7 separate regions of the Mus musculus genome follow, and all the other regions are linked to region 7. A link is a contact called in public HiChIP or PLAC-seq and promoter capture Hi-C data. All regions are on one chromosome and are shown on one strand. Each heading gives the region's core, a stretch centred on a gene start, on an enhancer-like site or on the middle of the called end of the contact. The rest is flanking DNA. Distances are from core to core; before and after follow the strand shown. Region 1 overlaps Wwox (WW domain-containing oxidoreductase). Region 2 overlaps Wwox (WW domain-containing oxidoreductase). Region 3 overlaps Wwox (WW domain-containing oxidoreductase). Region 4 overlaps Wwox (WW domain-containing oxidoreductase). Region 5 overlaps Wwox (WW domain-containing oxidoreductase). Region 6 overlaps Wwox (WW domain-containing oxidoreductase). Region 7 holds the start of Maf (avian musculoaponeurotic fibrosarcoma oncogene homolog).

Region 1 (2,700 bases), core at 190-2,689, 800 kb after region 7:
CTAGGTAAGGAATAGACAGGAACTCAAAAGCATTTGCCAGGAGCCCGTGAGCTTTACCCGAGGCGGGCATAATGCGTAATTGAAAATAACTGGACTTTCTGGTCCTTGCTTGAGGGTGAGATAGACCAAGATTTTAATATAAAAGCAACTCACAGCTCCTTAGAGAAGGCATACAGAGGCATTAAAAACAATAGGTTTGTTTCTTTTTTCAAAATTTTATTTCGTTTTATTTGTGTGTGTGTGTGTGTGCTCGCACACACACACGCGCACCTGCTTGTCTGCACGTGTGTGACATATGTGTGGTTACGGTACTGTGTTCCCTGCGTTGAGGGTTACAGGTGGCTGTATATGTTGGGCCCGGAACTCAGATCTTCTGTGTGAACAGCAGGCGTTCAGCCCTGAGCCCCTCTCTGGAGCCCCTGCTGCTTTTTATTGCGCTCTGCCAATAAAGGTGCAATTGGCAAACATCAACCAGAGGAAACAGTCTTTGTTCGGACCTGTTTTTCTGTCCCTTCCGCTTGATATTTCTAAATTAACTTATCAATAATGAATTAAAGTAATGCGGAAAAGTGGGACAATACTGCACCTTTAAGGAAATATTATTTCTCCTCGGGTCCTATCAAGGTAAATTTCATCAGTATTCGAAGAATGAGCAAAGCACTTCAACAATTTATTTCAATAAAAGAAGACTTAGCCGAAAGGAGTATAAATGATGAGAGCTTGCTTTAAACTGATTTATTCCCTGCAGCAATAAAAGGAATGTTTCTTCACTCAGCTGTTTAATATGCAAATATGCAGAACGTCCAGCCCTGACAGCGCATCATTAATAAAACCTTGCGCTGAGCAGAGCGCCCGATATTTCATCCTGATGAAAATGCATGATGATGATTTTAGACTGTGGGCTCTCGGAGTCGAACAATGTGCCTTCCCAGCGACCGGCGACGGAGCCCACCCTCGGCAGAGAGGGCTCTGCACGCCAAGCCATTGGGTTTCTGCAGCAGGGGGTCACGGGCACAGTGCATGCCCAAGAGCAGAGTGGACAGTCTTTCACGCTTCCGAGTGGGAGAGGGTGAGCTTGGTAATAGGGGCAGACAAGGGTCTGAGATGCTCTTCTTTTAGGTATGGTGGCATGCTAATTTTTAAAATTTTTATTGGCTTAATTTCCTCCTCAGTATTCAGGGGAATTCCTACTTGGAGATAGGCTCTATGCTAGCTTTATGGAATAAGATAGTACACATTAAAAAAAAAAAAAGATACTGGCCTCATGAAACCAAACCACCATCTTTCCCTAATATTCAGTGGCCCTGTTGTTGTAAAACTTTAAATGGAACGAAGTGGAGAAAATCCTCTTATAACCAGATTCTTTACTCTCTCTCTCTCTCTCTCTCTCTCTCTCTCTCTGGCAGCCTTTTGAGATGGATGAATGGTCCCCGTGTTAGGATTTTGAGTTCTTTGAGAAAGGGCCGTGGTGGCGTGTATATACACCAGCACAGTGTGCGAGAGTGCGGGCCCAAGTGTGTGAGTGTGAATCCAAGTGTGCTACAGTACACAGGGGTCAGGGGACAAGCTGGGTATAGGGCCTTCCCTTGTTCCCAACACGATCTCCAGCTCCCTTCCCGCTGCGTGTCCTCAGGCTACCTGGCCCTTCCTGGATTCACCTGCCTTTCCCTCCAGCTTCCTATAGGAGCTCAGGAATTCTGATAAGGTACAACGGTGGCCTGGCTTTTTACAAGGGCTCTGAGCCTCTGAGCAAGAGCTTGCAAGCTTGCAAGCGGGCTTTCCCAGCTGAGCTACCGCCCTAAAAAAAGGTTTTTTTTTTTTTAGTACTTTACTTTTTTTTTTTTTTTTTAAATATCTTTTACATTTTATCTTTTCTTCCTTCCTTCCTTTGTTTTCTCTTGCATATGGCCGCCCAAGGCCAAGGCTTGGCTCAAGGTCTCAAAGTAGCTGAAGATTACCCTGAACTTCCTGCCTCCAGCTCCTGAGTTATGGGAGTCTAAGTGTCTGTACTACCACATACCTGGTTTACGCGTTGCTGGGGAATGAACTCAAGGCTCCAGGCGCACCAAGCAAGCTATCTCCTGAGTTATGTCTCCAGCTCCCTTCTGAATTTTACAGCGAGTGAAAGGAAGCCATATGTATGATCAGAAAATCATGTTAAAAGGGGGGGGTGATACCCCAAACCCCAAAACGTAATTCCACACACATACACTATCCACCCACTCCCTCTTCCTCTCCCCCCTCCTCCCTCCCTCCCTCCTCTCCCTCCATCTAACTAAACCAACCATCTCAGGAGCATCAGCACTGGATCTCTTGGAAACTTCATACAAACCCTGCTTGGCTGACTTAAAAGATACACAGACGTGACAGGGGACTATGAGTTACTAGTTGTAAGTATTTAGAACACGGCCTGGAATTTGGCACGGTCCAGGAAAGTACTTGTTAAATCAATAACCGATAAATCAGATTAACCCTGAAAGCATGCCCCTCTGCAAGGGTGAGTTTTCTGTAAACACTCCTTATGGAAGTAGATAAAGGCTATGGAAACTGGCTGCTGCTTCTCCTTTCTTTTCTTTTCTTTTTTTCAGCCTTTCATTTATAACTACTGCACAGTCCTTGTCTGTAAGAACTGCTCCAAGCTAGAGAAAATTTAGATGAAAACTCTTGACTCTGGGGGCTGCCTGGCAAGATGGCTCAGAG
Region 2 (2,700 bases), core at 121-2,620, 820 kb after region 7:
CTGGAGTGTGTCTTGAGTGGTGGAGTCACCCAACAATGTACTGAATTTAAGAAGGAAACCCAATGTATCCCCCCCCCCCTCAAAAACAAAAACACCCAAAAAATCCTCTTTTTTGATTTTTCCAATGGCCATAAGGTCCCTGCTCTGCCTTGGCCCTGACCACACAGCTCAATCGGAGAAAACCACTGTGTTTCTGGAACCCAGGGCAACTGTCCTTAGAACTAACAGGAGTTTACTCAGTTTGCTAATGAACCGTCATGTGACCTTGAACAGGATCATGTGAGTATGCTCTCTCTCTCTCTCTCTCTCTCTCTCTCACACACACACACACACACACACACACACACACACACACACACACACATTACCTTTCACAAGCTTTGGTTTTCTCATGTACAGAATGACAGGATAATTCCGACCCCACAGATTTGATGGGAGGGTCCTACAAAATGATCTATGGGGACTGTTGGAACCAGGGCCTCCCATCTGCCACGTTGATGCCCTGCCTGAAGTTCCGTGGGTTGGAGCAGGTGACGACAGAAGGCCTCCAGGGGCCTTGGGGCTCTCAGCTGAACCGGCTCTCGGTTCCCAGTCCCTATTCCACTCCCACCGTACCACCCAATAAACAACAAATACGCACATCGGACAGCAGGCTGGTTCTTCAGCCTCAGTCTGTCTACCACTAAAATGGGTTTTCTATTTAGCCCAGGGCTGCTAGAAGCTGATAAAGGACAAGAAGCCTGCTACAGCAGGAAATTAACTCTCCACCACCTCTCCAGAGGAACTCCAGAGTTCTTTTACAGTCCTTTCACTATGGAGGCGGTGAGTAGGAAGAGAGAGGAAACAAAAAAGCTGCCCAGTTCCAGTTCTGATGCACTTTATTGTAACTGGATTCGCTCCAGTGCCCTGCCCCCCTCCTCCCTCCCCCCTCTCCCCTCCAGCCTGCATTGGGGCACCTGGAAAAGTCATGGCCATCCATCTGGTGTCAAGTGGCACCAATCTCTGCATTCTGTGAGAGTCAATTGCAATTAACAGGGCCATTCAGGAAACGGCAGGTACAGCCCAGACAAAGGCAGCCCAGACAGATCTTATCAGAGCCCAAGGCCGGCAGGACTGTCCCTTTCTGAAGCTGCCTGCCTGGGAGAAAACCCTGGAAGAAAGGAAGGAAGGAAGGAAGGAAGGAAGGAAGGAAGGAAGGAAGGAAGGAAGGAAGGAAGATGGGAAAGGACAGTGAGTCATAAGGAGGAGGCAGCGAGATTCAAGAAAAGCAAGCCAGACTCCAGCAAGCTCTTGGGCTCAGACACTGACAAACCCCAGCCACCAGGGGCCTTCAGCAAGTCACTCCACCCTTGCCAGCCAGCTTCAGAGCTGCAGGTGGCCCATCTATTAATAGGGACTACAAACGGCACCTTCCTCATCTTGAAACTGTCTAGAGGAGACATGCTGAGGGCGGTGTTTACTGTAAAGGATCAGGAGAGCTTGAGAGTGGTGGGAGAGCTCTGGAGAGCGAGCGTGCCTGTGTGTGTGTGTGTGTGTGTGTGTGTGTGTGTATTAGCAGAGCAGGTGTCTTGGAGAGAAGCCACATACCACACAGGCACTGGGTGAGCCTGCTGGATGCCACCTGTTCCACCCTGTCCACTTGGGCCACAGGGAATCCTCTGCCCATGCAGAAGAAAAAAAGCTCTAGAAAGCAGCCAGTCTTCCATTTAGGGAATCTGGTGACTAGCCTGCCTGCACCATCAGGGGGAAGGGGCTGATCGCCATAGGGCAACAAGGAGGATCAGGTAGAATCTGGTGGCAGTGGTAGGCACTCAAGGCATGTGATTCACTTTCTGTCAGCCCACATTCCTCGGTACCCTTCAGGGCCAGGGGAGTAAGCTCAAGCCCAGTAGGTACCTAACTAGGGCCAGAGGAAGAATGGGCCCCCGACCAGGCCTTGGCTCTGACTGCGTGAAGCAGTTATCACAGGGTGGCCTGGAGGTTGAAGGCCTTCTGCACCCTTTTCTGTGGAGAGGGTGGGGCATGTCTTCCCCGTTTTACTTTCCAGGCTAAGTGGCCTGTTCTTGTCACCGTCTGTCGTTGGGCACTTATTTTGCAAGGATGCTTTGAATTTCAGAAATATGGAGTTTTTAAAAATCCACCAATTATCATTTTTCGGTGTGTCTTTGTGTGTAAGAATGTTTGTGTGTGTGTGCACAAGTGCCGGTGCATGTGAACGTCTATGCACATGCATGTGGAGGTCAGAGGTCAATCTTTGGTGCTCATTCTCAGGCCATGAGCCTCCTTTTTCTTCTGAGACAGGGTCTCTCGCTGGCTTTTAACTTGTCTAGTAGGCTAGGCTGGCTGCCCATGATCCCTCTGAGCCTCCTATCCGCACCTCCCTATGCTGCCCTTACAGCCACACCACCCTTGGGTTCTGGATGTCAACCACTGTTTCCCCAGTTTCCATTAATCAGAAAGGTTAAAGGGAGTCTCAGAGCAGGAGTAAAGAGGTTCCCTTCCAGTAAGCAAAAGGAGCTGGGGTGATCGGGTGAGGGGTGGGGGAGGTGGGGGTGGGGGGTGGGGAGCAGCCACCACATTTTCTAACAGGAAGAGAAAGAAACCACAGAAGCAAAACATCATTGAATCGGGAGCCTGTTTATTCCAAAGAACAGGAGCAGAGACTATGCCCCAACTGGATGCCTCTATTGTAATCATCAG
Region 3 (2,700 bases), core at 84-2,583, 860 kb after region 7:
TCAGCTGAGGCGGCATCTCCCTTGGATCCTTGAAACCCGCCTTTTTTCTAATTCCCAAGAGGAGAAGGGCTCAGTTCCCATCTGTTGAAAACTAGGAGGTGGATATTAGGTGGTCCAGTCTCAAAGGCGGAGAGGGTAGGCGGGATTCAGAGAGGCTCCGCCCATCCCTCTGCTTAGAGTGGCAGAAGGCAGTGGCTGTCTATGGTAATTCCCCAAGTCCTGATTGCCTGATCTGTCAAGTGGGAGCCTTCACATCTATTTCCTATGTATTCAGCAGAAACTGAATGACCTGAACACCCACACAGCGAGGCTGATGGTCACATCCAGTGGAGATTCTAGAAGCATGTCCTTCTCTATCCCCAAGTCTGCCCACGGCAGCCTATACCCGTCCCTCCCCGCCCCCGCCCCCTCCCCCTCCCCCCCAGCACTGTGATGGCTTCAAGGCAGGACAGACTCCTCCCCAAAACACCAGAGAGAGGCTCATAGTACCCCACAGCGATTTATTCTTTGAAGGTCCTCATTCTTTGTAGGTCAACTCCATGGAGTCGCTGCACAGAGAGAGTGGACAGACTAGCTGCATGGATACTGCAGATTCTCCGCCCCCTCTTTAGACCTTGCCTAAACAAAATGAAGGTGCTGGTCCCTAGGGGAGGTCACCTGCTGCCCTTTTGCCCCTGTCTTTCCTTCCGGGAGCATAGACTTTTGGCCTCTGCAGGGCTGAAAATAATGAAGTCAGGGGCTGCTGAGATGGTTTGGCATGCAAAAGTGAGTGTGGCTCAGAACTGACAGCCTGAGTTCTATCCCCAGAAGCCGCACAGAAATCTGGGTGTGGGAGCACACATCTGTAATCCTGCACACATCTGTAATCCTACCACCTCTAAGGGGACATGGGGGACAGATGAGAGGCAGAAACTGGATTATCTAGGAGCTCTAGCAGAAACAGAAACTGGAGACTGACAGACCCCGCCTCACTAAGAGAACCCACCCTTGCACTCTGTCCTCTGACCTCCATTCGTGTGCACAGGCACACAAAAGAAATGAAGCAAACAAATAAATATGAAGCAAGAAACAGGAACAAATGAGAGGCCGGTATTAAAGTGGGCGGACGTCACATGCAAATCCTGAGCCTAGGAGACAGGCTGCCTTCCCAAGCTCTCTCCCTCTCTCCCTTCTTCAACCCAGGGCCCTGCAGATTCTAAGAACATGCCCCAGCACTGAGATGTAACCTCTGCTCAACATTTCTTTCCTAACACAGCAACTACAGCAACACGGGGCTGGAGCTGCAGCTGTAACCCTTGCCTGGGAACCCAATATCCAACTTCTTTGACCCACTTATAGAGTGACCTCCAGGAGACTGCTACGTCGCCGCCGTTCAGCAGCTGTCACGCACAGCCAGTTTTTTCCTGGGGATGGACATTATTCTGAGAACACTCGTGGACCGAGGCCCCCTTAAGAAGTTTCAGCATCCTCCCCGTTACTACGGAGACTCAGTGGCCCCTGCCTCACTGTCTACACTGGGCACTTCCTAACACAGATGTCTAGGGACGTGCCCTTGTGCACCTGTCTCAAGGTGCTCTTCTGACACTCAGGAGCAGGTAATGGTCATTGACAGGGCTGGGTTTTGCTGCATTTCTGGTAAGACTTGTGTCAGGGACGATTAGATGGTGAGGGCTGGGAAGGAGGTGATGTCCCTCTCTGGAGACCGTGTCTACACACAACTGGGGTCAGTTTAGTGAAAAACACCGGTCAGAGCGGCTGTGTGATTGAACTGACTGGCAATTCCCCAGCCAGGGCAGGCAGCCTTGGGCTATGCGGGGAGCAAGGCAGCCAGCCCTTTGCTTCCTTTTCATTTAAAACACATCTCAAAGTACCAGACTAGAGGTAGAGATTCAGTTCAATGTCTTTGGATTGATTGATTAATTTAAAGCCCCTGAGAGATCCCGTCGGTTCACAGATAAAGCCAGACAGGCCGAGAATTTTCCTGTCTTCCTCAAAGGGGGAACATTTCAACCGCAGCCCCCTAATTGGAGATGATTTACATTTTTGTCTTGATCTCTGCATTGGGAAAGAGGAGAAATTGTCATCAGCAACCACTGAAACCTGGCTGAGCATAGCTTTCCGGTTGCATCCGGTGTCCACGCTATTGGGCGATCTAATATTGTCCAAACGTGGAGTAGTGTCTGAGAACCACCAAGCAGGACCTGGATGTTGACTTAGGGATCCAACGAGCGTTGGAAGCAAAATACTAACTCTGCCGAACTCCAACTGTCCAAGCAACTAGCTGCAATTCCTGAGGCCTCGGCTGCCATGAGAGCAAACAGGGATATGAGTGAGCTCTTGCGATCAAGCTCCATGTGAGAAAGATGTCCCACGCAAGGTACCAATGAAGGCTGGGGAGACAACTGAGTTGGTAAAGCTGACTTGAGTGTAATCTCCAGAACTGATGCCTAAAAGAAATCTTGCATGGCTTCTTGCTTATTACTCCTGCATCAGGGAGTCAGAGATAGGCAGCTTCCGGGGGCTTACTGATCAGCTACTTGGTGAACTCTGGGCCAATGGGGGGGGGGGGAATGTACAATACCAAAGGTGATCTTGTGGTATAGCTTCCATGTGTATGTAAGTACACACACATGTATAATTACATCTGCATGAATAAACACACGTTTTCTCCCTCTCTCTCTCTCTCTCTCTCTCTCTCTC
Region 4 (2,700 bases), core at 41-2,540, 910 kb after region 7:
ACTGGGAGGCTGAAGGTTTTCCCTGCATTAAGAAACAAAGGCAGAAAACAAAAGCACTCGGGGCTTATTATCTCTGCTTCCTGTAGAAATGCCTTCCCTGAATTATCATTTGACATCATGCCAGTTTAGAAGGTTGATGTAGGAACCATTTACTCACAAAGTATTGCTGAGTCTTTTATAAAAAATAAAAACCAAAAACCAAAAACTGGGCATACACCTGCCTTTTGGATTACCTAAGGCCTCATGTAGCCTTCTGCCAAGGTCCAACTCCAAGGCAAATTTCCACCTTTGCAGACGGGCTTTTGCTACCTCAGTTTTGCTCCATGACAATTGCAAGCAACATGGTTTTCCTGAGTGCTTGGACTCTAAGGATTCCTACCAAAATTCAAAGGCTGAATGAGCGAGAGAGTGAGTTTAGACCTGGCAACATCCACTGTGGTACTGTGCAGAACGCCTTTCTTCTCCTTCATTCAGATTCCTTGTGATATTCTTCATCTTTCCAGCCGGAGGAACACAGGCCCTATCACGCCCTACAGAGTCAGGTTCCCCTCTTCATTCGAGTTTCCACAGCTAGGTCCCAGGAGATCAAGCATCGTCAAGTGAGTGTCTTTGGCAGGTGATGTCTGCTCTTTTACAATTGGTGTCTGTGGGAGCTCGGGAGGTCTAGGAGGGATGATGTGAGGAAACCCATCAGGATCAAATCTGGATTGAAGACTAGCTCTGCCCAATTCCCATCACGAGAATCCTCCATTTGGAGACACCCTCTGGTGTCAAGCAAGATACCAGACCATGGAAATAGGCTCACCAGCCCTTGGCTAAGTCTACATTCATTTTTCATATTATAAAAGTAACCCTTGCTTCCAGTGGGAGGAGCGAAGGACAAAGGAAGGGCACAGGAAAAGCTCTAGCTAAACTCTAGCCTGGCACATTCAGGTGCCATACGTGTACATAGGCCAGTGACGTGTATCCCTGGGAGACAAGTGTTTCTTTTTTTAACTGTCCCCTTACAGAAGGAAAACAGGATGCTGTCAAACCACAGAGTCGACGTCACATCACATGGGCAATGAGTGATAGAGACAGATTTGAACCTGGGTCTATCTGACCAAGTTCATTAGGTAACTACAGACATTTGTTTTATTGGATATTTTCTTTATTTACATTTCAAATGTTATCCCCTTTCCTGGTTTCCCCTCAGAAAAACATCTGTCCCCATCCCCTCCCCCCTCCTCCTGCTCACCACCACACCCATTCCTGCTTCCTGGCCCTAGCTTTCCCCACACTCTGGGGCAAAGAGCATTCATAGATCAAAGGGCCTCTCCTTCCATTGATGTCGGACTAGGCCATCCTCTGCTGCATATGCAGCTGGAGCCATGAGTCCCACCATGTGTGCTTTGGTCCCTGGGAGCTCTGGGGGGTACTGGCTAGTTCATATTGTTGTTCGTCCTATGGGGCTACAGACATTTTGCTGGGTTTCTTTTGTTCCAGTTTTAAAATAATTTCTTTACTGATCTAGTAATTAATTAATTAATTAATTAATTTATCTATTTTATGTGCATGGGTGTTTTGCCCACATATATGTCTTTGCACCACATGCATGAATTATGAGCAGTTATGAGCCATTATGTAGGTTCTGGGAATCAAACCTGAGACCTCTGGAAAAGCAGTCAGTGCTCTAAGCCATCTCTCTGACCCTCATGTGTTTCTTTCTGCAGCTTTTTCTACGCATGCCTGTATATACATACCTGTGCACAAATATATATACACACATATATTTATATATATAAATAACTACATATATTGTGTGTATATATGTGTATTTAGTTCAGAATCTTGTACTATGCATATACGTGTATTAGTATAATGATTTTAATGTGGTACATGCATTTTCATAAACTGCTTTTTACATTCAAAATGTAAACTATTAATATATGTTACTTCTCTGAATATCTCTCTTAATTTAGAGTGTGTGTCTGTGTACATATACACACGAACCACACTCACATATTCAGGGAGGTCAGAGGACAACTTGTAGGACTTGGTTCTTCACACATGTGGGTCCCAGGGACTGAACTCAGGCCATCTGGATTGCCAGCAGGCTCCACTAAGCCATCCCACCAGCCCTTCCCTGAATAGTCTTAATGCCCTTCAAAAGTTTAAATTAAGGGGCTGGAGAGATGGGGCATTGATTTAGTAACTAGCATCCACTGCCTGTAACTCCAGCTTCAGGGCATGTATTTACTTCTGGCTTCCATGGCTACCTATGCACTTACACGCACATACCCACACACAGATTTATACATCCTTGAGAATAAAATAAATGTTTTGAAATTTTTCATTTTATCTACACTCCTTCAATTCAATAGATAGCTATACTTAACAGTGAGGAGTACACATCTTATAAAAAAAAAAAAAAGCCCTCCACTTTGTAAAACAAGGAAATGCTTAGAAGACTCAGAGGAAACACAGTGCATAGGAAGGGACTACTATAAAGCAGCCCCGAGTGCAGCCACCACATGCAGCCACAGCCACAGCCACATTCCTGTTCCCTGGTTTGACACCTAGAGCAAGCATCAGCTCTAATGAACATTTGGCAAAATGACATCTCATTTGTGTGTAAAGAAGGAAGCTGATCCCTTCTCCTTTGCCCCCAAATTCCTGCTTTTTTATGAATCTCAGACAAGCTCACATGTAGGGACAGAT
Region 5 (2,700 bases), core at 32-2,531, 990 kb after region 7:
CACAGAGCAGCTCAGAGTCAGAATCCTCTTCTTATGGAGAAAGAGCTAAGGGGTGGAGAATGATACGGCCCCACTTTGCTTTCAGAATGTGTTCAGGACGCAGTGATCACCACTCCTGCAGCCACTTCGGAAGCATGAAGTGAAAGCCGAGACAGCCTTGAAAGGCACTTCCCACTTGAGGGACCAAGCATACCTCTGGATGCCTCAGGGTTACAGAATCTACGAAAAAAATTAAAGAAGACCCCCTAGATCTTATTCCAACCATCTTTCCATGTGAATTAGGAGCTCACAGCTCATAGTCACCGCACGGATACAGACATTTGACCCAAGGCAGGTTGAATTATTACAAAACGACTGAAGAGAAGCAGGGGAACGAAACTTTAAAACAACTGCCTAAAGATTCCAAGTTCTTGGCTCTTGTGAAACCCGCCACATGCCCGGGCCTTGGGACTAAGCAAACGCCACACACTTTAAAGCTCTGGGCAGAATGGAAAGCTGACTAATGAGCCCTAAGCTAATAATGATCACCTTCAGGTAAGAAGGCTGCAGGGAGGTAGCCCTCTGTAAGAGGAGAGCTGAGCCTCTGGAGAAGCCGTGGTGAGAAAGCTCATGTGTGGCCCGGCCGCAGAGGTCCCCAAAGTCTACTTTCCTGCCATACCTCGGCTTGGGGGAACACAGAAATCAGCGAATTCCACCCATGCTTGGAAGGCTCAAAATACTGTGATCAACAAGGAATATGGGTTTCCATGTTGCAGGGTGTGTTTTCTTTTCTCAACTGAAAAGAAAGAAAGAAAGAAAGAAAGAAAGAAAGAAAGAAAGAAAGAAAGAAAAAAAGAAAGAAAGAAAGAAAGAAAGAAAGAAAGAAAGAGAGAGAGAGAGAGAGAGAGAGGGAGGGAGGGAGGGAGGGAGGGAGGGAGGGAGGGAGAGAGAGAGAGAGAGAGAGAGAGAGAGAGAGAGAGAGAGAGAGAGAAACTGGAAAGTCCCTGTTAGTCCTGTCTCTCCTTGTATGGGGCACGCCAATATACCAATAAGGATTCAGACATGAGGTGGGTCCTTGAATGCACCTTCAGAGTAGCCAGCTACAGGCCTTTGAGGGATGTATTTTGTTAAAAATAGTAATTTAAAGAACAAATCAACATTTATTAGGCCCTTCATTATGCTTTAAAGTTGTACGACTATAAATCACCAGGCCGCGGGTTATCCAAGGGCAGAGTTACCCAGCTTGGCACTGCGTAAGGTTAGGAGAACGCTATGTTGTGCTTTCTCTGCTTGTAATTTATAGCTCTGCAACGGGACCTAGCATTGCAGGCCCATCCATTAGCCGGGTAGCCACACATCTGTTAGGGCTCCTTACAATGGCAGCCTTTTCATGGCTACAGGAAGAGAAACCCAATCCTTTCAGAAGATCTACAAACTCAAGCCATTTTAAAAAAAAAAAGTGAACTGATATGAAAACACAGTTCCCTAAAACATCTGCTAAGCTCTTGTTACCCCAACACATGATATTCTTTCCGACAGTTACCTGCCAACACAAATATTTGGTTGCTCCAAACACCCTTCAAGGCACGTGACTGTGCTCAACTTGAAATTTACACTCGGAGCCATAGAGGGCTGGCTTGGCCCTGAGACCTCTGGCAAGGAGGTTGTTTACCAGCGTTCAAAACTAATGTGGAAAAAAAAAGAGGGGAGTGGGTCAAGAAGGTGCTGTCAAATGCTTTAAAGAGGAAACATAACGACACAATCAGACACACATGGCAGGGGCGCTACGGTGTGTTTGACTAAGGAAATGGAGCTGGAAGGAGTTGGCGAAGGCTCTGGAGGCGAGGATGGCATTTTCTTGAACAGGCTAGGTAGGCTTTTCCTGGCACAGATGCAATTCATTCTGACCCTGCAGAAGTGTTGTGAGGGAAAAATAAAACAGGCAGATAGATACCTGAGGTGTCTCGAGGTCAGGTGCAAGTTGCCAAGGTGCCCCTCAGCTGAGAGCTTCGAAGCTCTCAAACGAGACAGCACACACCAATAGCCATAACCACCCTGGTAAATCTCTTACGCCGTTAGGTAACAGCACAGGTCAGGTTTATACTGATATGATGTCATTTGCACACCTTGCCGTATCATGTATGCTAACATCTGGCACACACATTACTATACATAAAACGCAGTTTAGAGGCAGAGGTGTCAACACAAAACTCCTTGGTGATGTGACTTCATCATGCGAACACTCTCAGCAAACTTTGGTTTCCTTTAAGACATTTTAGGGACTGCTACTGGTAAAAAAAAAAAATCTTGGTTTAAACAACATTTAAAACAGCGTATTTCCATTTTGCTCATTCTTTTTATGTTATCATAAATTCGAGGCGGGAGGAATAATCACCTCTCCCAGAACTCCTAGGACACTTGTCCTGTGGCCCTCTGGAGGAAGAGGGCGGCAGAGACATGACCTTGCCGGTAGGGGGCACTGTGCTAAGAATTAGTCCCCGTGAGTTTCTCATTAGTGATTATTATACTGCAGGATGCCCAAATGCAAAAATTAATTAATTTCAAAGTGATAATGCATTTACAGCAACAATTAGAAACGTATAACTGTAAAAGGGCAACATTTAAAAGACATATTACATTTAATAAAGTTGCACGAGAGCATCCAATTGTAAAATTACTGATCTGCAACAATAGTCCTTAAAGAGCCACTTAAAATAGCCC
Region 6 (2,700 bases), core at 162-2,661, 950 kb after region 7:
GCACCACTGTATGGCTGAGTAGAGCGTACCTTACTCTGTTTACAAGCTGCGTGGAGCCAGGAGAAAAGAGTCATGCACGGAGAGCCGCCATGATGGAGCTGCTGGAGAAAGGGAGTGTGAAAGACAGTCTTCCTTCACTTCACGCTCAAGAACGCGGCTTTCAGAATAGAATGGCCATTGTGAGCACAGTCACTTGCTCCTGAGGATCTCGGGTCTATTCCCTGCAGCTCGTTTTCGGCAGGAGACTGATGGGAAGGTGAGAAGCTGCCCCCGGGAGCTCAGCCTGCATCCGCTCTCGGTCTCCATGCAAACACCATTGTTTCCCAGCCTGATTATTATTAAATTGTAATGTGGACCCAGCCTCTGCTTAAGCACCCGCGATGATTAGACTACAAGTCAATTGTGGGTAACACGCAGATATAAATGCGGCTAATAAGTTTTACTGTAATGATTAATCAATTTATGAATACATTATTTAAGCTAATAGCTCAGGTAGGGTATCTTAAACAAGTTACAGAGCGCATCGACCAATTCAAACTCCAGCTGCCGGATCAATAACAAACTGTAAGTAAACTCTGGGGGGGTAAGCACACTAGCAAAAAAACAAAAAAAAAAAAAAAAAAAACAAAAAAAAAAACAAAAAAAAAACGCAAACAAAAGAGTCTTAGAGGAAGAATGAAGAAAACATACAATACTTTCAATTTGAAGACAGATGCACAATACTTTAACATATGCCAAAGATTAAAGGGAAAAGATTACAAAATTATATCACTGCAAATTTTGTTGCTGTGACAAATTAAAAGCAGTTCATACCAGAAACACACACAGGTGCAGACCGGTGAGCACACAGGCACCATGCATTGACAGTGATGTTGATTCTTTAAAGTAATGAAGCCTTGGGCTCATGTCACTGTCTGTTTATCTATAGCTGTCCCTTTAATGGGAAAGGAAAAAAAAAGTATGCTCAAAAAGTAGGACCAGCAAATTTTACTGAACGGGAGCCATCTTCCAGCACAGTCAAGGGACACCTGCTCTTCTCCAGCCAGACATCTCCCCTGGTGCCAACCAACCACAGCGAGTTTTGTAACAAAGCAAACCTTTATATCATAATGCTGTCCCATAACTTTTTTTTAAATTAGGGCTAATTAATGTGAGTTTAATAAATAAACCAAAAAGGGCCTTAATTTCCAAAGGTGGGCTATTTCATCAGAGCTTCAAGCGATGGTGCATTTTAAAAAATTAATTAGTATCTTGTGCGATCGGCCACACGTTATTGAATAAGTAACAGCGGCTAAGTGAAACAGATGAAATATTGGTAAGCGATGCAGCCACAGTATAAGTATGTGCAGTGGGTCAGAGGTTAATCCCTATTGATTTTCCAAGTCTGCGTACAGCACCGCTGGGAAAGACCGGTTCAGTTGGCAATCAGCTAGCACAAATACATTATAAATCTTACTGTCCGCCTCCACTGACCACTGTCACTTACTTCAGTTGCTAAAGACCATTAAAAAAAAAAAACTACCCAAAAGGGGAGAGGAGGAATTCTACCCACTTTAAACAAAAAAGTAAACCTTGAGGGAGTCCCCGATACTGGACAAAACTTTTGGGGTGAGCATTGCTCAACACAGAGGCCCCTCTTCCCGTGGAGCTGGCTTCTCTCCCGGAAGGCAGAAACTACTATGTCATGCTCTTCAGGATAAATCCATTTCAAAGAGTCAACACAGACTATTGTTCCCTTAAGCTTCGACAGCAAACTCAAAGGAATTCCAAAATGCCTTTCCCATTTGAAGGTCTGGAGAGAAAGGGAAGAAGCCGGATCTTTTCATTGGGATTGTTTAAAGCACCTACAGGTTGGTTTTGCACTATAGAGCTCAACCTTTGAGCTACTAAACATGAAGCTGAATGCGAAGCCCTTCCCACGCAGGGAGACGCACTTCTAGGTGCTATTTTTATAAAGTGGTCCCCAACACGCGTAAGCTTCATTCCCTGCAGACTTAAGACACCCGCCCCCATCTCTGGAAATAACTTGACCACATGTATAGTTATGACTTCCCTTCTTTACTGAGACCGTATCATGGATCTTCTGTGTACCTGGCACTCTTGATAGATTCAGGATATGGATGAACAAGATGGGTCCTCCCCACCCCATCCACAAAGAGAGAGAGAGAGAGAGAGAGAGAGAGAGAGAGAGAGAGAGAGAGAGAGAGAGAGAGAGAGAGAGAGAGAGATACAACACAGTCCCGGGAAGTGTGTTGGTGCTGGCAGGCAGTCTGTCATTTACCAATGGTGTGACATCCAGCTGGCCATCAGACCTCCCTGAAACTTAATTTCCTTGCTTACAAGTGTACAGCAATACTATTATTTGCAACTTAAAAAAACTTAAAAGCACTTGATACAGGGATAAATATTCAGGGAGTGTTGGTTATTAAAAAGTTATTTGATGCCGAGCAAGAACATGAGTGAAGTTTTTCGACCTCTTCTTTGTAGGTGGGATTGTGACATTGTGGGGTACGAAGTGGCAGAATATCCATTGTCCCATGCCACACGGGCAGAGGTCTCCTGTCCCCCAGGTCACCACTTCTGAGAAACAGCATGGTGAAGGACATGCTTGCAAATTACTCTGTGGAGCTTTTTAAAAGTGCCCTCAAAAAGCATAAGGAAGCAAACTGTTATCAGAAATGCAGATGTTGGCTGGCTCAG
Region 7 (2,700 bases), core at 24-2,523:
CAAACCATCCTCCCGGGTCCTACCGGATTCCAGCCGCCCTTTTAGTAAACTCTGTCCCCTGGTGCACTAAACTTCGCACCGGCCGGTGGTGGGGGGTGTTGCTCCCTGGCTGCGCCCCAGTAGCAGCGCCGCAAGGGTTAAGCAAACCTGTCCCAGCTGACAGTCAGCTGATTGGGCTGTGATTGACAGCTCCGAAAAGTTTCCTTGTTTCTATACTATTATGCTAATCGCTGCCGCTCTCGCCGCCTCCCATTGGCGGAGAGTGCCAGTCAATTTCCCATTTGAGCCTGACGTCACGGGTGCTATAAAACTCAGCAATTGCTTTAAACTCTTCTCGCTGGGATCAGAGGCTTTAAAATCTCTTTTCATCTTGGAGCTGTAGCTCGGGCTGCTCGTCCGCTCGGCCTCTCCCCCCAACCCTTTTGCTCTCGGCTTTGCCTTGGCCCAGGACTTGCAATTTTGCTTTAAAAAAATAATAAGAAAGAAAAAAAGAAAAGAAAAGAAAAACCAAAACCAAAAGAAAAAAAGTGGGGGAAGAAAGAACTTAACTCCCCCCTCCCTTGCCTCCAGCCGGCCTGCACCTCGGTCTTGCACTTTGCACGGAGGGAGAGGGTGAGAGAGAGAGAGAGAGAGAGAGAGAGCGCGCGCACGCGAGGGATCCGGAGAGAGAAAAGAAAATAATAATAGTAACCATAAGAGCCAGGCAGAAGAGGAGAGAAGCGTGAAGTGTTAACCACTCCGGTGTGGAGGCCGGCGCCTCCGGGACAGCCACCCGCCGCGCCACACAGCCCCGGAGCAGCCTCCGCGCGCGCCCCGCCTGCAGCCCGGCCGGCTTAGGCGAGCCCTCCTTATGCAAAGCGCGCAGCGGAGCGGCGAGCCGGGGACGCCGCGCACCGGGCCGTGCTCCTCCGGCATCCTCTCTGCCGCTGTCATCACCACCGTCACCGCCAGCCGCGGAGGACCTTCCCGAGCCTGAAGCGCCCGGGATCGGAGCTCAGGGAGGCGAGCAGGCGAGGAGGGGGCCCGGGGCGAGCGGAGGAGAGAGAGCGAGAGAGCAAGAGAGAGAAAGAGAGAGAGCACATTGGCGTGAGCAGGGGGAGGGAGGGCGGGCGCGGGGGGCTGCGGGCAGGGCGGGGGGTGTGTGCACGTTCGAGCTTTCGGGCCACAGCCACCGCCGCGCAAGCTAGAAGCGCCCTAGCCCGGCAAGCTGGCTCACCCGCTGGCCACCCAGCACAGCCCGCTGGCCCCTCTCCTGCAGCCCATCTGGCGGAGCGGCGGCGGCGGTGGCGGCGGAGGCAGGAGGATGGCTTCAGAACTGGCAATGAACAATTCCGACCTGCCCACCAGTCCCCTGGCCATGGAATATGTTAATGACTTCGATCTGATGAAGTTTGAAGTGAAAAAGGAACCGGTGGAGACCGACCGCATCATCAGCCAGTGCGGCCGTCTCATCGCCGGGGGCTCGCTGTCCTCCACCCCCATGAGCACGCCCTGCAGCTCGGTGCCCCCGTCCCCCAGCTTCTCGGCGCCCAGCCCGGGCTCGGGCAGCGAACAGAAGGCGCACCTGGAAGACTACTACTGGATGACCGGCTACCCGCAGCAGCTCAACCCGGAGGCGCTGGGCTTCAGCCCGGAGGACGCGGTCGAGGCGCTCATCAGCAACAGCCACCAGCTCCAGGGTGGCTTCGATGGCTATGCGCGGGGAGCGCAGCAGCTGGCCGCGGCAGCGGGGGCCGGCGCCGGCGCCTCCCTGGGCGGCAGCGGCGAGGAGATGGGCCCCGCCGCCGCCGTGGTGTCCGCCGTGATCGCCGCGGCCGCCGCGCAGAGCGGCGCGGCACCCCACTACCATCACCACCACCACCACGCCGCGGGGCACCACCACCATCCGACGGCCGGCGCCCCGGGAGCCGCGGGCGGCGCGTCTGCCTCTGCGAGCGGCGCGGGTGGCGCGGGCGGCGGTGGCCCGGCCAGCGCCGGGGGCGGCGGCGGCGGAGGCGGCGGCGGGGGCACGGCGGGGGCGGGGGGCGCCCTGCACCCGCACCATGCCGCGGGCGGCCTGCACTTCGACGACCGCTTCTCGGACGAGCAGTTGGTGACCATGTCGGTGCGCGAGCTGAACCGGCAGCTGCGCGGGGTCAGCAAGGAGGAGGTGATCCGACTGAAGCAGAAGAGGCGGACCCTGAAAAACCGCGGCTATGCCCAGTCCTGCCGCTTCAAGAGGGTGCAGCAGAGACACGTCCTGGAGTCGGAGAAGAACCAGCTGCTGCAGCAGGTAGACCACCTCAAGCAGGAGATCTCCAGGCTGGTGCGCGAAAGGGACGCCTACAAGGAGAAATACGAGAAGCTGGTGAGCAACGGCTTCCGAGAAAACGGCTCGAGCAGCGACAACCCTTCCTCTCCCGAATTTTTCATGTGAGTGTGACACGCGATCCCAGCTAGCCACCTTGTTAAATGCTCCGTGGGGGTCCCGCTCCTGAGTGGGCTTGCTAGTTGCAGGGCCAAGCTCGCTCGGCCACCACCTCGCCCCCTCCCCTGGCGAGTTTGCTCCCCTTGGCCCTGAACAGACACACACACACACACACACACACACACACACACACACACACACACACACACCAAGCTTGTGGTGGTGGTGATGGCTCTTTTGAATTGGGGAGGGAAAGGGTGTCTGGCTCATGGATTGCCAACCTGAATTCCCCC

Evidence for each region. Promoter capture Hi-C pulls out the DNA fragments that hold promoters and counts their contacts. HiChIP or PLAC-seq counts read pairs in DNA pulled down with a chosen protein or histone mark.
Region 1: a contact with region 7 is called in a promoter capture Hi-C map of trophoblast stem cells, with 7 times the contacts expected there. The contact joins the enhancer-like site here to the promoter of Maf in region 7. A contact is called at or near these places in 5 of 39 promoter capture datasets (cranial neural crest, embryonic stem cells, liver and 2 more), 1 of 484 Hi-C or Micro-C datasets (bone marrow-derived macrophages), 13 of 115 datasets of contacts at active chromatin or transcription factors (T-cell acute lymphoblastic leukemia, bone marrow-derived macrophages, embryonic basal ganglia and 9 more) and 2 of 9 other capture datasets (embryonic stem cells and liver).
Region 2: a contact with region 7 is called in a promoter capture Hi-C map of pre-B cells, with 7 times the contacts expected there. The contact joins the enhancer-like site here to the promoter of Maf in region 7. A contact is called at or near these places in 13 of 39 promoter capture datasets (the 3T3-L1 cell line, the C10 cell line, the HPC-7 cell line and 8 more), 1 of 15 datasets of contacts at CTCF or cohesin (large pre-B cells), 10 of 484 Hi-C or Micro-C datasets (B cells, CD4 T cells, CD8 T cells and 7 more), 16 of 115 datasets of contacts at active chromatin or transcription factors (T-cell acute lymphoblastic leukemia, VIP interneurons, bone marrow-derived macrophages and 12 more) and 2 of 9 other capture datasets (embryonic stem cells and liver).
Region 3: a contact with region 7 is called in a promoter capture Hi-C map of 3T3-L1-derived adipocytes, with 5 times the contacts expected there. The contact joins the enhancer-like site here to the promoter of Maf in region 7. A contact is called at or near these places in 10 of 39 promoter capture datasets (the 3T3-L1 cell line, 3T3-L1-derived adipocytes, the HPC-7 cell line and 5 more), 1 of 484 Hi-C or Micro-C datasets (bone marrow-derived macrophages), 10 of 115 datasets of contacts at active chromatin or transcription factors (astrocytes, bone marrow-derived macrophages, embryonic forebrain and 7 more) and 2 of 9 other capture datasets (embryonic stem cells and liver).
Region 4: an H3K27ac HiChIP or PLAC-seq map of thymic regulatory T cells shows a contact between it and region 7, with 18 times the contacts expected there. The contact joins the enhancer-like site here to the promoter of Maf in region 7. A contact is called at or near these places in 12 of 39 promoter capture datasets (the 3T3-L1 cell line, 3T3-L1-derived adipocytes, the C10 cell line and 6 more), 4 of 484 Hi-C or Micro-C datasets (CD4 T cells, LSK cells, bone marrow-derived macrophages and 1 more), 21 of 115 datasets of contacts at active chromatin or transcription factors (DN3 thymocytes, SST interneurons, T-cell acute lymphoblastic leukemia and 17 more) and 2 of 9 other capture datasets (embryonic stem cells and liver).
Region 5: a contact with region 7 is called in an H3K4me3 HiChIP or PLAC-seq map of neural tube, with 5 times the contacts expected there. The contact joins the enhancer-like site here to the promoter of Maf in region 7. A contact is called at or near these places in 12 of 39 promoter capture datasets (the 3T3-L1 cell line, the C10 cell line, the HPC-7 cell line and 5 more), 1 of 15 datasets of contacts at CTCF or cohesin (large pre-B cells), 3 of 484 Hi-C or Micro-C datasets (all in uterus), 12 of 115 datasets of contacts at active chromatin or transcription factors (T-cell acute lymphoblastic leukemia, craniofacial prominence, embryonic forebrain and 9 more) and 1 of 9 other capture datasets (embryonic stem cells).
Region 6: a promoter capture Hi-C map of liver shows a contact between it and region 7, with 4 times the contacts expected there. The contact joins the enhancer-like site here to the promoter of Maf in region 7. A contact is called at or near these places in 15 of 39 promoter capture datasets (the 3T3-L1 cell line, 3T3-L1-derived adipocytes, the C10 cell line and 11 more), 2 of 15 datasets of contacts at CTCF or cohesin (large pre-B cells and stem cell-derived epiblast-like cells), 27 of 484 Hi-C or Micro-C datasets (the AML12 cell line, B cells, the C2C12 cell line and 21 more), 17 of 115 datasets of contacts at active chromatin or transcription factors (SST interneurons, T-cell acute lymphoblastic leukemia, VIP interneurons and 12 more) and 3 of 9 other capture datasets (embryonic stem cells, embryonic tail and embryonic trunk).

Annotation. Positions count from the first base shown.
Region 1 is chr8:114,909,535-114,912,234 of GRCm38.p6, reverse strand. All of the region lies in intron 8 of Wwox (WW domain-containing oxidoreductase), which reads right to left. Among named protein-coding and RNA genes, the nearest start is that of Gm39257, 50 kb to the left of the region's middle. Within about 2 kb of position 1,439, at least 15 of the 459 cell types and tissues checked have an H3K27ac peak or open chromatin away from gene starts, as enhancers often do. A contact at or near this core is called in trophoblast stem cells, where this site is marked.
Region 2 is chr8:114,880,976-114,883,675 of GRCm38.p6, reverse strand. All of the region lies in intron 8 of Wwox (WW domain-containing oxidoreductase), which reads right to left. Among named protein-coding and RNA genes, the nearest start is that of Gm39257, 79 kb to the left of the region's middle. Within about 2 kb of position 1,370, at least 79 of the 459 cell types and tissues checked have an H3K27ac peak or open chromatin away from gene starts, as enhancers often do. A contact at or near this core is called in B cells, CD8 T cells, the HPC-7 cell line and 4 more, where this site is marked.
Region 3 is chr8:114,848,139-114,850,838 of GRCm38.p6, reverse strand. All of the region lies in intron 8 of Wwox (WW domain-containing oxidoreductase), which reads right to left. Among named protein-coding and RNA genes, the nearest start is that of Gm39257, 110 kb to the left of the region's middle. Within about 2 kb of position 1,333, at least 11 of the 459 cell types and tissues checked have an H3K27ac peak or open chromatin away from gene starts, as enhancers often do. A contact at or near this core is called in 3T3-L1-derived adipocytes, where this site is marked.
Region 4 is chr8:114,800,226-114,802,925 of GRCm38.p6, reverse strand. The region is part of intron 8 of Wwox (WW domain-containing oxidoreductase); the gene reads right to left. Among named protein-coding and RNA genes, the nearest start is that of Gm16118, 93 kb to the right of the region's middle. Within about 2 kb of position 1,290, at least 38 of the 459 cell types and tissues checked have an H3K27ac peak or open chromatin away from gene starts, as enhancers often do. A contact at or near this core is called in DN3 thymocytes, T-cell acute lymphoblastic leukemia, memory CD8 T cells and 2 more, where this site is marked.
Region 5 is chr8:114,715,617-114,718,316 of GRCm38.p6, reverse strand. The region is part of intron 8 of Wwox (WW domain-containing oxidoreductase); the gene reads right to left. Among named protein-coding and RNA genes, the nearest start is that of Gm16118, 8.9 kb to the right of the region's middle. Within about 2 kb of position 1,281, at least 16 of the 459 cell types and tissues checked have an H3K27ac peak or open chromatin away from gene starts, as enhancers often do. A contact at or near this core is called in embryonic limb bud and neural tube, where this site is marked.
Region 6 is chr8:114,750,637-114,753,336 of GRCm38.p6, reverse strand. The region is part of intron 8 of Wwox (WW domain-containing oxidoreductase); the gene reads right to left. Among named protein-coding and RNA genes, the nearest start is that of Gm16118, 44 kb to the right of the region's middle. Within about 2 kb of position 1,411, at least 8 of the 459 cell types and tissues checked have an H3K27ac peak or open chromatin away from gene starts, as enhancers often do. A contact at or near this core is called in liver, where this site is marked.
Region 7 is chr8:115,705,467-115,708,166 of GRCm38.p6, reverse strand. It overlaps Maf (avian musculoaponeurotic fibrosarcoma oncogene homolog), which reads left to right and starts at 1,273. Exons shown (of 1, transcript NM_001025577.2): 1 at 1,273-2,700. The coding sequence starts at 1,304. The coding sequence ends at 2,416.